3 separate regions of the Mus musculus genome follow, and all the other regions are linked to region 2. The links are chromatin contacts, called in public HiChIP or PLAC-seq maps. All regions are on one chromosome and are shown on one strand. Each heading gives the region's core, a stretch centred on a gene start, on an enhancer-like site or on the middle of the called end of the contact. The rest is flanking DNA. Distances are from core to core; before and after follow the strand shown.

The links. HiChIP or PLAC-seq counts read pairs in DNA pulled down with a chosen protein or histone mark.
Region 1: an H3K4me3 HiChIP or PLAC-seq map of embryonic stem cells shows a contact between it and region 2, with 15 read pairs. The contact joins the promoter of Myl9 here to the promoter of Dlgap4 in region 2. A contact is called at or near these places in 3 of 39 promoter capture datasets (hippocampal neurons, neural stem cells and stem cell-derived epiblast-like cells), 2 of 484 Hi-C or Micro-C datasets (bone marrow-derived macrophages and cerebral cortex), 4 of 115 datasets of contacts at active chromatin or transcription factors (all in embryonic stem cells) and 3 of 9 other capture datasets (adipose tissue, liver and pancreatic islet).
Region 3: an H3K4me3 HiChIP or PLAC-seq map of embryonic stem cells shows a contact between it and region 2, with 17 read pairs. The contact joins the promoter of Epb41l1 here to the promoter of Dlgap4 in region 2. A contact is called at or near these places in 8 of 39 promoter capture datasets (the HPC-7 cell line, HPC-7-derived erythroid cells, cranial neural crest and 4 more), 2 of 484 Hi-C or Micro-C datasets (both in embryonic stem cells) and 1 of 115 datasets of contacts at active chromatin or transcription factors (embryonic stem cells).

The regions. Positions count from the first base shown.
Region 1 is chr2:156,772,984-156,777,226 of GRCm38.p6, forward strand. Myl9 (myosin, light polypeptide 9, regulatory) reads left to right here and starts at 2,481. Exons shown (of 4, transcript NM_172118.1): 1 at 2,481-2,523.
Region 2 is chr2:156,611,196-156,615,250 of GRCm38.p6, forward strand. It overlaps Dlgap4 (DLG associated protein 4), which reads left to right and starts at 2,502. Exons shown (of 13, transcript NM_146128.6): 1 at 2,502-2,663. It overlaps Gm14169 (predicted gene 14169), which reads right to left and starts at 2,227. Exons shown (of 4, transcript NR_040372.1): 1 at 2,091-2,227; 2 at 1,750-2,001; 3 at 1,272-1,379; 4 at 1-32.
Region 3 is chr2:156,418,842-156,423,287 of GRCm38.p6, forward strand. Epb41l1 (erythrocyte membrane protein band 4.1 like 1) reads left to right here and starts at 2,250. Exons shown (of 25, transcript NM_001368800.1): 1 at 2,250-2,458.

The sequences.
Region 1 (4,243 bases), core at 1,231-3,730, 160 kb after region 2:
ATATACACACACGCAAAAGTAAATAAACTTAAAACAAAAAACTTGGAAAGTTATACAACTGGTGAGACGAGTCAGTGGGTAATGGGGTTTATGCCAAAGGCCTGGTGACAAGTTCTATCAGCAGAGCTCTTATAAAGATAGAGAGGACCAGTGTCTTTGAGTTTCCATTTCTGTAAAAAGACACTATGACCAGCAACTGTTAAAAAGGATAACATTTATTTTTTTGTTTTGTTTTTTTGTTTTTCAAGATAGGGTTTCTCTGTGTAGCCCCGGCTGTCCTGGAACTCACTTTGTAGACCAGGCTGGCCTCGAACTCAGAAATCCACCTGCAAAAATAAAAATAAAAATAAAAATAAAGAAAGAAAAAAAAAGAAATTTACCTGCCTCTGCCTCCCGAGTGCTGGGATTAAAGGCGTGTGCCACTACTGCTCTGCTAAAGGATAACATTTCATTGGCCCTGGCTTACTGGTTCTGAGGTTCAGTCCTTTATCATCATGACAGGAAGCAGCCATGGTGCTGGAAGAATTGAGAGTTCTACAACTTCATCCAAAGGCAGACAGAAGACTGGCTTCCAGGCAGCTAGGATGAGGGTCTCAAAACCCACCCCCACAGTGACACACTTCCTCTAACAAGGCCACACCTACTCCAACAAGACCACACCTCCTAATAGTGCTACTCCCTGAGCAAGCATATTCAATCCACCACAACCAGCTCCATGACAACATCTTCCAGCTCCATGGCAACATTCTCCAGCTCCATGACATCACCCTCCAGCTACATGACATCATCTTCAAGCTCCATAGAATGATGCCCATGGCACCTGCACCTCACCCATCACACACAACCTGGACCAGAACAAATTTCCATACAGGATATTACTGAGACATCTGGCACAATTGGAATATAGGTCATAAATTAAAAGCCTAAATCAATGTTAAATCTTATGATTTTGATAATATACTATCAATATGTAAAAGAGTCCTCCTTTTAGGATATACTAAAATCTTATTCACTATCAAGTGTTGGGCAATGTGCATATTCCCACAGGGAAGAGTGAGGAGCCAAAGGTCAACTGGAGACTCTCAAGGAAGTCAGTTTTCTATACGAGTCTTAGAACCTTAGTATGCTTGAAATTATCTCAAAAGAAAGTTTCCAAAAATGAATAAATCCAAGACAAAATGGATCTCTCCCAAATCTGCTCCGCCTACGCCCACGCTGCCCAACTAAGAAAATGGCAGCACTCTCTCCAGCTGCCCCACTGAAATCCTGAGCTGGGGCGTGAGAGAGGCTCCTTGGTAATGGCACTTGCTGTTCGTATGTGGCCAGGCAGGCCTGCAACAGTCCACTGACTTCCACACCAACTCTCATCACGAATAAATAGAATTTTTAAAAGAATTGAATTCTTGGAGCCAACTTTCTTCTCATTCCAGTCTGGTCCGTTTTCAAGTCCTATTGGCTGAAGCACTGAAGTGTTTCCAGAACCCCTCCCCTTGTCGCCCAGTTTCCCACTGCCCCATAAGCCCAACCAGCATCTCCCCCACTTACTGTCTGCTCTCCTGTCCTTGAGCGTGCCATACGCTCTCTAAATCTCCTGCACTGACATCCATTACTTTTCCTTTGTGACTTCTGACCTCTACGCTAAGCTAAACTACTCCCCAAATTCTAGTTCCGGAAGTGTTTCAACTGTTACCTCTAATGTTGCCAGGACAGATAAAAACTGTTACCTTCTATTTATTTAGACAACCTTGCTCCATAGCTCAGACTGACCTGGAACCTACACTATACTCGATGTTGGCAATCCTGCTGCCTCAGCTTCTCAAATGCCGAGATTACTGGCATGAACCACCGCATCTGGCTCCATCTCCTCTCAATCTGGCTCCATTTCCCAGCATCACCCTTAACTCCTTTTCAGCCGAGCTCAGAACTGTCCCGGGATGTAGGCGGTTTCAGGCTCCCAGGGCTCCCTAGGCAGATGGATCAGTTGCCTGCCCCATTGCGGAGCCAGGCAGCTATTTACAAAGTAACTGAATGCCAGAAAGCCCTAGGGAAAGAGTGATGGCCGCTGTTGTGAGGATTGAGTCTCCCTGAAAAAAAAGGACCATACTTGGCCGGGTGAAAGCCAGCCTTCCACCAGACACAGCAGGGGCCTCTGGGACAAGAGGGGGTCGGAGAGCTGGGAAACGCTGAAGGCTCCGCCCTTCTTGCCAGTCTTGACACCTCAATCTGCTTCCATGCCCCAGCCTGGGCCGACCCAGAGAAAGGCTGCGTCGAGGGGGGCTATTCCAGGGGCACCCCAGCTTCTCAGCCTGCAAGCAGAGGCCTAATAAGGCCGGGCTGGCTGCCTCAGCCCCGCCCCCACCCCACCCCCGCGCATTCTTCTGCCTTGTAAGGCCGGGCGGCCTGCGGACCCTCCAGCCCCGGCTCCGCCCCCAGAGCTCCGAGCATCGAGCATCGGTCGGAGCTGCTGCCAGCCAACTCTCGAAGCACCGCAACAGCGCCGAGGACTTTTCTTCTCTGCAGCAGGTGGGAGCCCACTCAGCACCCGGGCAGCTACAGTAGGTGGTCAGGCTGAACCTCACCCGGCCTTCTGAGGGCTGTGGCATGCTTAGTGGTGTGGGCTGGGGCTACTGCCTTGCTTGGGTCCTAAAGGGGACCCTGGCCTGGGACTGAGCAACTGGTGGTTCTGCGCCCCGGAAAACTGGTCTTTGGGCAAGGAAACAAGGATCCAGAGTGTCCTTTTGCTAAAGAGCCTAACACACCAAGCCTGGAAACTCCAGGCTACCTGCCTGTAGAGATGCCAGTGAGGGGGTTGAGGGCATCCCTGACCCAAGAAACTGTGTGTGGCAGAGGAAATTGAGCCCTACGGAAGCACAGCGCTCACACCCAGTTTTGCAAACCCTACCCCAGGAGGGATGGTAACCACCTCATGCCTTCCTTATCTCCAGTGCTGTGTGCACTAGAGAACGGTGGGATGAGGGGGTCTTGGCTTCTTCACAACCCTCCAGCCGCCCTGGTTGCTTGATGAGCCGGTTGGAAAGCAGGGTATCTGGCACAGCCAGCTATGGAGACTAGTAATGAGGAGGGAGGGATGGTCTAGCCATGACCGCGCCAAGTTCCAGCTGTCTGATCCTTGGTGTCTAGGACCCCAGAGAGGGGAGCATATGGCTTCAGAGTTAAGGACACAGCTTATTCCTAATTTAAGTCACTCAACCAAGTCTAGAAAGTGCCTGGCCCTTCAAGAGCCAAACCTGCCACCCACTGGCCCCAGCCTAGCGTGGTGTCCTGGCTCCCAACCCTCTCACAGGTATTCACTTCCCTTTGTGTGTGTGTGTGTGGGGGGGATGCCTCTCAGGGATGTAGAGAGGGCAGGGATACACTAGGGGAGCCTAGCTGGGCCTGCCCTAGAGGTCTGCAGACAGGATGGGCTAAGAAAGCTGATGGCCAAACCGGGCAGTGATGGTGCACGCCTTTAATCCCAGCACTTGGGAGGCAGAGGCAGGTGGATTTCTGAGTTCGAGGCTAGCCTGGTCTACAGAGTGAGTTCCAGGACAACCAGGGCTACACAGAGAAACCCTGACTCAAAAAACCAAAACAGAGCCGGGTATGGTGGCGCACGCCTTTAATCCCAGCACTCAGGAGGCAGAGGCAGGTGGATTTCTGAGTTCGAGGCCAGCCTGGTCTACAAAGTGAGCTCCAGGACAGCCAGGGCTATACAGAGAAACCCTGTCTCGAAAAAACAAGAAAAACAAAACAAAACAGACAGACAGACAGACAGACAGGAAAGAAAGAAAGAAAGAAAGAAAGAAAGAAAGAAAGGAAGGAAGGAAGGAAGGAAGGAAGGAAGGAAGGAAGGAAGAAAGAAAAGAAAGAAAGAAAGAAAGAAAGAAAGAAAGAAAGAAAGAAAGAAAGAAAGAAAGGAAAAGGAAGAAAGCTAGCTGATGGCCATCTCAGCCTGGGCCACAGGAGATGGGGGACAGCTTCCAGGGACAACATTTCTGCCCCCGGTTCTTACCAATTCCCACCCAGCACTACACAAAGGAACCCCAAAGCCTGGTGCATGCTGTGGGGCTCACTGGGTTTTATACAGCTAGAGTCTCAAGACTGCAGGTAGATGTGGCCCTGGGACTTGCTGGAGCTGACCATGACCCCAGCCCAGAGGGTATTAGAGGCAGGGATAGAGGAGGAAGGACATAGGCCCTGGGCCAAGGTCTACAGAGCACAGGGCAGAGAAGAAGACGTGCTG
Region 2 (4,055 bases), core at 1,252-3,751:
ACATGAAAGCAGAAAGGAGAGGAAGTAGGAGGCTGGCAAGGGGAGGGGTGGAGGAGGGGAGGTACAGAGAGATAATGTTTAATGTCATCATGAGCCCATTATTTTGTATATTAACTAAAGATGAATTAAAATGTCCGAATTGCTAGCTTCTCTCAGCAAAACCAGAAGACATGGCCTCATAGGGACATCTTTTTTAGGGTGACAGTTTGCTGGTGCAGAGGGTAGCAGACCCCTGTAACTCGAACTCACGCCCTGTGCAGGCCCTGTCTGTGGCCATGTGGGCTTGTGACCCCTACCTCTGCAAGCATGCCTGTGGTTTCTTTCTCTCAGTCTCTCTCCTCTTTCCAGTCTTCCCCTTCCCACCTCTTCCCTGCACAGCCCCAGCAGCCTCTCTGGCCTTTCCTGTCTCTCCCAGTCACTGTCCACGCCACAACCCTGCTCAAGAACCAGTATCGCATCCACTCCCTGTTCCCTTCCTAGACACTGCCTGACTTGTAACAAGAAGTATTATCACAATATAAATGTATCTGGTTTACAAATGTCTAGATAACAGCACAACAGGCACTTGAGACTGCACACTGTTTCAGGGACACTGAAGCCTCTACCACACTCCCATCACCTGTCCTCGGGGCCACTACTTGTCAAAATCTGCTATTCATCACTCCTGTGTGTATTCTTATATTACATATGCCAGTGTCCCCAAATAATGCATAGCCTTATGTTGTCTGTTTTCCAACTATGTGTCCGATTCTTCCAGCTGCAACTTGCTTTTTTAAAAATCCAATTACATATTATTATTATTATTATTGTTAATGTTATTATTATTTTAAAGATCATATTGAATTCAGGTGAAGCTCACAAGTCATGAAATCCATCTCTGAGTCCTCACAAGCCAAGTGTGGCTCTGTGACCCGTCCTAACAGATGTTTGAGGCTTGTGGCATGGGGACAGCCTTCTGTGGTCACTGTTTTACCCGGCTCCAGACAAACGGCTGTTTAGACTGTGATCAGCTTTTCACTTATAGTCAGTGCTGCTGTAAAGCCTCGGTGAACAAGGCCCTGAAACCCTTTTCTGAGGCCGGTCGACACCTGCTCATTTTAGCCAGCTACACAGTGCAAGGCCACTGTTCAGCCCTGCCAGAGGCTTCCGAATCCATAGAGGTCTTCTTAGCTACCCAAGGGAAGGGACCTTGTTCCTCTCCAGTGACAGCTGCCTGAACCTACAGTCCCTCCTCTCCTGCCCTTCACCCTCCTCTAGGACTCCAAACTGACCTTTCCTCTGCCTATCTTAGCCAGGAAGCCAATTCCTGCAGCATGGGTCATGGCAGATCTCCTCTGGGCCAGTAGCTGTAGTTGGTGGGAGTCCAAACAGCACAAACCCTGGGAGAAAGGGAAGGTTGGTTGTTTTTTTTTTTTTTTTTTTTTTTTTTTTTTGAAGGGAGGCATGGGTGGGCCAGTAGTGTGAGAAGCTGGTACATGAAATTGCTCTGGGTCTTGAGGGATGAGTAGGAGTTTGTCACTGAGAGATGGTGGGAGGGCATTGCAGGCTCAGGCAAGAGGAGAGGCTAGGACTAGAATAGTGGGGTAGAGATGTGAGGAGGGTGGGCAGGCAGTGGAAGAGAAGAAAGAGGCCTGGAGGAGCCTCAGTTGCATACCTAGTATTCTCCAGGGACAGCTGTGTGGGAGCCAGGGGAGGAGGCACATCCATTTGACACCTATTGAATGCCATGATCCAGTACGAAGAGCTTACCTCTATTCTTTATCTCTTCGGTTTCTTAAGGAGGTAGATGCTTATGTGGTCCCGATTGTGCGGGTAGAAAAACGAGCTCAGGGAGAAGCACGGACTATGGTCCGTGATCACAGAGCCCCCGTGAGAGGGAGGACAGGTGCCCGGCCACGAATTCCAGAGATGCGTTAGCCAGCCAGGTACTGCTGCCCAAAACAAGGGTTCTCCAGGAAGCGGGTCACCGGGAGGGGGCACCCGATCCTAGAGGCAAGAACCCTAACGGGAGAAAGAGGGGTGAGAAGAAGCCTGACTCCCGCAGCGAGACCCAGACCAGCCGCATCTTTCCCGTGCCTCAGTTTTCCTACCCCACAGTGAACGCAGCCAAAACACCTTCCTGCCGACCCACTCAATAACCCAGGTTTCCAAGTTCGCGCGCCACCGCGGCCAGCGCTGTGTAACCTCGCTCCGGTAGTCTGCCCTCTCTGGACGATCGGTCGCAGATTCCCAAGCGCTCTTTCCGCTACACACCCAGCGTCCGCAGCCGCGGTGCCCCTCCCCTCCCCTTCCCTTCCCCGGGCGGGCGGCGGGGGTGGCGCGCCGGGCCCCGAGCGGCCCCCGCGGTCCCCCGCAGCCCCGGGCCCCCGGCCTGATCCGCGCCTGGTTTTGGGCGCAGCCGCGCGGCCCCCTCCCCCGCGCGCGTCTCCCCGCCCCCCGCCCCCTCCCCGCCGCTCTCGGGGAGCCGGGGCCGCGCGGCTCCTCCTCCCGCAGCCGCATCTGGGGCGCCGCGCCGGCCGGAGGAGAGGCATGGGGCGCCCGCGGGCCGGGGCCGGGGCCGGGGCCTAGGCGAGCGAAGCTTAGAGCGAGCGGAACGAGCGAGCGAGCGGAGCGGGCGCAGCGCAGAGGCCGAGTGGACCGAGGCGGTCGAGCGCAGGGCGCAGGTGAGCGCGCGGGGGTGGCACGCGTCAAGACCCTCCTCCGAGGCTAGATCGGGGGCAGCCCCCAGCCGCGGGCAGACCCCGGGACAGATGCGCTCAGCGACGGGGTCTCCCGGATCCTCTGACGGGCAGTGGCGCCCGGGCCTGGGGACCGACGCGGGCCGGCCCCTCCGATGCTGTCGGCCCTTCCCTGGCCGGGGCGCAGGAGCGGTTCCCGGCCCTCCATCCGCAGGCGGCTGGCAGCGGCAGCCCCCTCCCAGCCGCGTGTCCGGGCGGCCGGGGCTTCCTTGCCTTCAGCCTGCCGCACGCTCGTACTCCCTTCCCGGGATCTCCCCGGGACCGGGCATCCGGGGAGGGGGCGGGCGACCCCGCGCCGCATCGCCCCCGGAGCGCTCGTCTGCCCGGGAGGGGCCGAGCGACCCTGGCACCTGGGCTGTGGGGGGGCCGCTCACATGGCCACGGGAGGCCCCCACGTGCGGCGCCCCGCGGGAACGGGGGTTCGCGTACAGAGCGGGTGGAGGATAGACCAGGTGGCTGCGGAGGCCAGCTGGGTCCAGATGTGCAGGGCCTGCTGGGAGGGGACATGTGCTACCTGGGCAAGTGATGGTCCCTGGGCCTCCTTGGGCAGAGCTTGCCTTGTCGGATTCCCCATCCAGCCCTTCATCCATCTCCTTTCTCGCGTTCTTCTATGCTGCCTGTGTTGCGGAAAGGGCTGTCACCGACTGTTGATGTTGTGGGGGAAAATGAAATGGGGGAAGGGTGGTGGGTAGGTGGGTGGGTGAAGGCCAGTTGTGGCGGAGATACCCAAAGGATGGGGAACCTTACGCTTGGAGGACTGTGCTGATGGGGGGGGGGGGAATGTCCCAGCACCTCCACCTGCTTGGAAGTAGAAAATGCAGAGGGGGAGGGGGCTGCAGTCCCCAGCCCTAAGGAGGCTGGACTGCCCCGCCTCTACTCTTGGCACCTCCTGTGCGGTGGGGGAGGGTCCGGTCCCTCTGCCTCTGTGGCTTCACCAGACAGGACCATGTCAGAATGCCTGTTGGAGGAGTCTGTGGAATTCTTCCCTCAGGTGGCTACCTCTCTCCCCTTCCTCTGGTATAGAAAACTGTGGGCTGCCTGGGCCAAGGGTGGTCCGAGGGGCCTGAGCCAGACTGTTAAGGACAGCGGGACTGGGTGGGGCCGCAGAGCTGGCTTCCGGGCTGATAGCCGAGGCTCGGGTTGGGGGGCCATCCTCCCCCTCAGCTGGGCTTCAGCGACTGCTCAACAAGCTCCGAGTATGTTCCCAGTAGCTTCTGACGATGCTGTCTGTGCACGTGGGGCAGGCGTGTGTGCCTGTGTCTGTATTGGGGTTGGGGTGGGATAGAGTGTGTGGGTTCTCCGGAAGCTGGGCAATGC
Region 3 (4,446 bases), core at 1,000-3,499, 190 kb before region 2:
CCACATTGCATTATTGAGCTCAAGGTCAAGTAAAAATCTTGAATCTATTTTCATGGAAACTGCTCTTAATCTAGATTCTTCTAGACCACGTTTTGAGCATGATGATATCAAGGAGACACTCACTCTTGTTACCAGCCCCCCACGTGACTGTTAACTGTAAAGAACATAAAATTAGGTGTGAAGTTTCTCAGTGCACCGGTCACATCCTAACTGCGCAGTAGCCACAGGTAGCCGGTGGCTGCAGACAGTAGGATCATAGAAATTTCTCGCCGGATCATACCTTACACTTATTCTGCACGGCAGCTCCTTCTGTAAGTTCCAGCTCAGTCTTCAAGCCTGTCGAGATCTTCTGGAAACTTATTCTGGTTTCCACAGTGTTCTCTCTGCCCCTCTGTCTCTCGCTGTCTCTTCCTCTCTGTCTCTATCTCCTCCTGACAGCAGCAGATCTGATTAGCAGTTCAGATTTCCTCCGCTTCATCTAAAACCAGTGATAACAGTCCCTCGCCCCAGAGCAGAGGGCATCGGAGCCATGCCCATGCCATGAGATAGTTGTTTAACAAATTAGGTCTCCGAATCAGGGTCTGTGCTTGGTATCAGGAAACTACATGGAGACAGAAAACACCCATAAACAGAATCCTGTCATGGTGGGTGCTGACTGGAGTAGGTCAATTACTGCCACCTCACATTCAGGGCTGGCCTGATGGCTAAATATGGGAGTTCAAAATCAACGTCCAGGATCCTGCCTCTGCCCCTTTCCAAGCTCCTTAGTGACTTTGTGCTCACGGCTACCGTCTGTTGCAACTGTACAGATGAAATGAGACATGGAAGTATTTCTTCCATGCAGTGGAGCGGCTGAGTGAGCACTGCTGAGTCCTGTCTTAGGTAGGGCCTTGGTTTCCTTAGTTTTGTCCTCTCAGTTTATCAATGTCCCTGGAGGTCCAAACCAGGCCTCCCCTTCTGGATTTATCTATTCAGCTGTTTGATTCCAATCTGCTCTTAGCATCCTGTAGCAGAGTGGTGGGGGTGGGGAGGAGGAGATGGGACCGCAGTGAAGAACCAGAATTACTGGCCTAGCCTTTGATTCTGTGCTACCTGGGGCAGACTCAGGTGGATCCCAGCTACCACTTAAGATAAGGTAAGGTCACAAGAGGTGAAGGTGTTTACATTTTGGAGTCATTTGCCTAGGTTGTTACCCATGCAGAGGCCTCTAATAAAACCCGGTAAGTTCTTACATTTACTTCTTCCTTTTCTTCCCTTCAAAGTCTAACAAAGGAGGCTTGGTATTCCTGGCCTTCTGAGGTCTGGCCCTTGCTCTGGGAACCCAAGCTCAGTTTCTTCAGCTAACCCCATAGACGCCCTACCTTCTATGGATACTATTCTAGGTTCACTGTTTTCGTTACTTTGTCCTTTTCCTATGCTTAGCTTTACGTGTGTGTTCAAAGCAGTACCTTCCGGCAGGAGCCTGTAAGGTCCAGGGCGGATATAATCATAATTCAGAGAAACGCTTGACTTTGGGCATGCTTGGGCCTGTGGGTCCCCAGGGTCTTGGGACCAGGGGCTCGGCCCTTGCTTCCAAAGAGTGCCAAAGGACTGCCACCTCAGACTGGTTGGAAAGAGCTGCGTGGTCCTCCACAGCTCCGCAGCTTAGGCCGCCCGAACAATAGGAGGGAGGCTGAAGGGTAGTGGGCGTCGGCCAGGTCCCTGCTGGAGGGAGTGGAGGCCAGTGGTGCTGCTGGTCCCCCAGGTTAGCCCAGGCTACCGGCCTGAACGCCAAGCTCTCAGTCAAAGGCGAGGTGAAGCAGACTTGGTGCCGGTGGCGACTCTCTAGGAGGTGGAGTAAGGCCGAGCCCACGGGGCTGGGACCTGGAGGGAGAGGAGGCTCCGTGGAGAGTCTCGTCTTCGTGGTCCCGCTGCTCGCCTCGGCCTCTGAGCTCTGCCTAGGCTCTGGTGGGCGTCTGTCCCACGTGGGGGAAGCCAGCGGCGCGGGCTCGCGGGGCGCACACCCCTCCGAGTTCCCCTCCCTGGGATCGGACGCGCCTGCTCCTGGGCAGCTCGGCTCTTGGGGCCAGTGGGTCGCGCTCGCTACTCGCACACCCTTCGGACGCTGCCTGGCCCGGATCGCCGCCGCCTCCTCCCAGGGAGCTGGCGGGGCGGGGCAGAGGGGGAGAGGGGGTGTGCGGAGCGGGCGGGGAGGGGGCTGAGCGCCGTGGGAGGGAGCGAACGAGCGAGCGAGCGAGAGAGCGAGCGGGGCATTTCTGCGCAGCTCCGGAGCGTCTTGGAGCCTGCCTGGGCGGCCACTGGACGAAGGGACTCAGAGACAGACAGACAGACGGCTCCCGGAAGCCGCGCCGCCGCCGCCAGGTTAGCAGGGCGCGGAGACCGAGCAGGCTGTTGCTACGTCCCGAGCTCGCGTGCTGGAGGACGTGCGTGGCCGAAGCTACGATTCGTGTCTTTGCGGGTACGTGTCGGGGTCCACATCTCCGGGTGTGCGTTTAATGTGAACGCGCGTGTGTCTGTGGGTCGGTGCAAGTGGTGTGTACGTGCGTGTGCATCTGAGTAAGGGGCTGGGTGGTGTACTAATCTGGTAAGGGTCTGTGTGCCCTGGTTTGCTTATCCGGAGATGTGCCTAGAGAGGGTGTGTCCCAATGTGTAACAGTGTGTACATCTGGATGAGGCAGTGTGCCTATGCTGATGATGGCTTCGCTTGTGGCTGAAGCCTATGGCGGGTGTATGTGAGTGTTCGTGTGTGTGTGTTTCGCTGTGTGCACGCCAGTGTGACTCCCCGTGTGTGTGCGCGTGTGAGGGCGGGTGTGCACCCGCGTAGCCCCTGTGTGCGTGTGCTCGGCTTTGTCTCCGCACTGCCGGGAGGAAGGGGGTGGGGGCGGCAGCCGAGGCGCTGGCGTCGCCCGGAGCCCGGCACTGGCCGAGGAAGTGGGTAGCAGCAGCGGCGGGGGCGTCTTAGCTGAGTGGAGACTCCCTGCTGGCAGGTGGGCAGCCACACCCGGGGTACGGGAGAGCCCTACTGCCAGTGGAGCCTGGCTCCCAGCTGAGCTGAAGCAGAGGGCGTGGCCTGCTCAAATCCCGGGTGTGTGTTTGTGAGGGGTGGGGTGGGGGATTAGGTGTGAAGAGGGTGTGTCTGTGCGCAGGCATGGGTGTGGGTAGAAGCAACAGAGGCCCCTCAGCGGGGTTCTGTGATATGTTTCCTTGCTGTGTAACGACCATCACCCTGGCCAGCTACAGCCCAGCCTGGTTAGGTACCCTCCACCCTCACCCTGGACACTGTTCGGAAGGGCAGCAGCCTAGGTACCCTACAAAGACTAGTAAAACTGATCACTATCTTAAATGGCCAGCGCCCCACTCCAAGGAATCCCCTCTCAGAAGGTCTTCATACTTTGAGAGAGATGTGTTTCTGTATCTCTTCCCCCATGTTTTGGGCACTGCATGCATGTCTAGTCTGGGTGAGTGTGTGCATTCTCCCTGTATATTTCTTGTGCATTTAGGTGCATTTGTACATTTTACTGATGAAGAATAAACAAAATATCTCTGGATGTATATGTGCATTTGTTTTGATAAGTTCTGGTATATCTGGTTTGTTTTTTTTTTTTATGAGTGTGTAAGCTGTTTGTGTATTGGCGAGCCAGGATGGGGACAGTAAGAGAAGTGCCATTTTGCTGCTAACTGGAACAGAATAGAAAGCCCCCTATATTTGAAAAACAAGATTACAGGGAAGTTTGCGGATTTAGTCACTGTCTGCCGGGTTCAGATACTGGTACTGAAATGTAGGTAGACTAGGTTTGACAAGGATCTAGAGAGGCTGAGAATCTTACAGAGGGAAGGAAGGAGGACGTGCAAGCCCAGCCTTCCTTCTCCTGGCTCTTCTCTCTAACTTCACTCCTTGCTGGTTGGCTTGTGTACAAGGATAAGGGTGCGGGCTTTGGAGTGGAGAGGGAGAGTGCAGGGAGTGTAAACGGGAGTGGACAGTGCAGGAGTGGGAGGGGCGCCCCCCAAGGCAGATTTCTGCAACTCCCCAGCTGCTTTTCTGGCAGAGGCCGCCGAGGCAGGGGAAGCTGGGATTCTTATCTCTCTCCCTGAATACACACCTCAAGAGAGCCGCTGCCCTGGCAGCTCACTGGCGCTGAAATCTGGTGGTGGTGGGTGTCTCCTTTTGTGTTTATTTTTATTAAGCTGCTTTTCTCGTCAAGACCCTGACCTTCCCATGCCTCAGTTTCTCTGTTTAGGCGGCTAGGAAGCTCAGTGTCGTGTCTTTGAGGCAGGTTGGACTTTGGCTCAAAGCTCTAGACCTGTCTTATTACCAAGATTTAGGAATTCACTGTTCTTTAAAAAATGTTATATTTGATATGCATGTGACCATCAGAGAATAACTTGTAAGAGTCAGGGATTGAACTCAGGACATCGGGCTTGGTAGGAAATGGCTTTACCCAATGA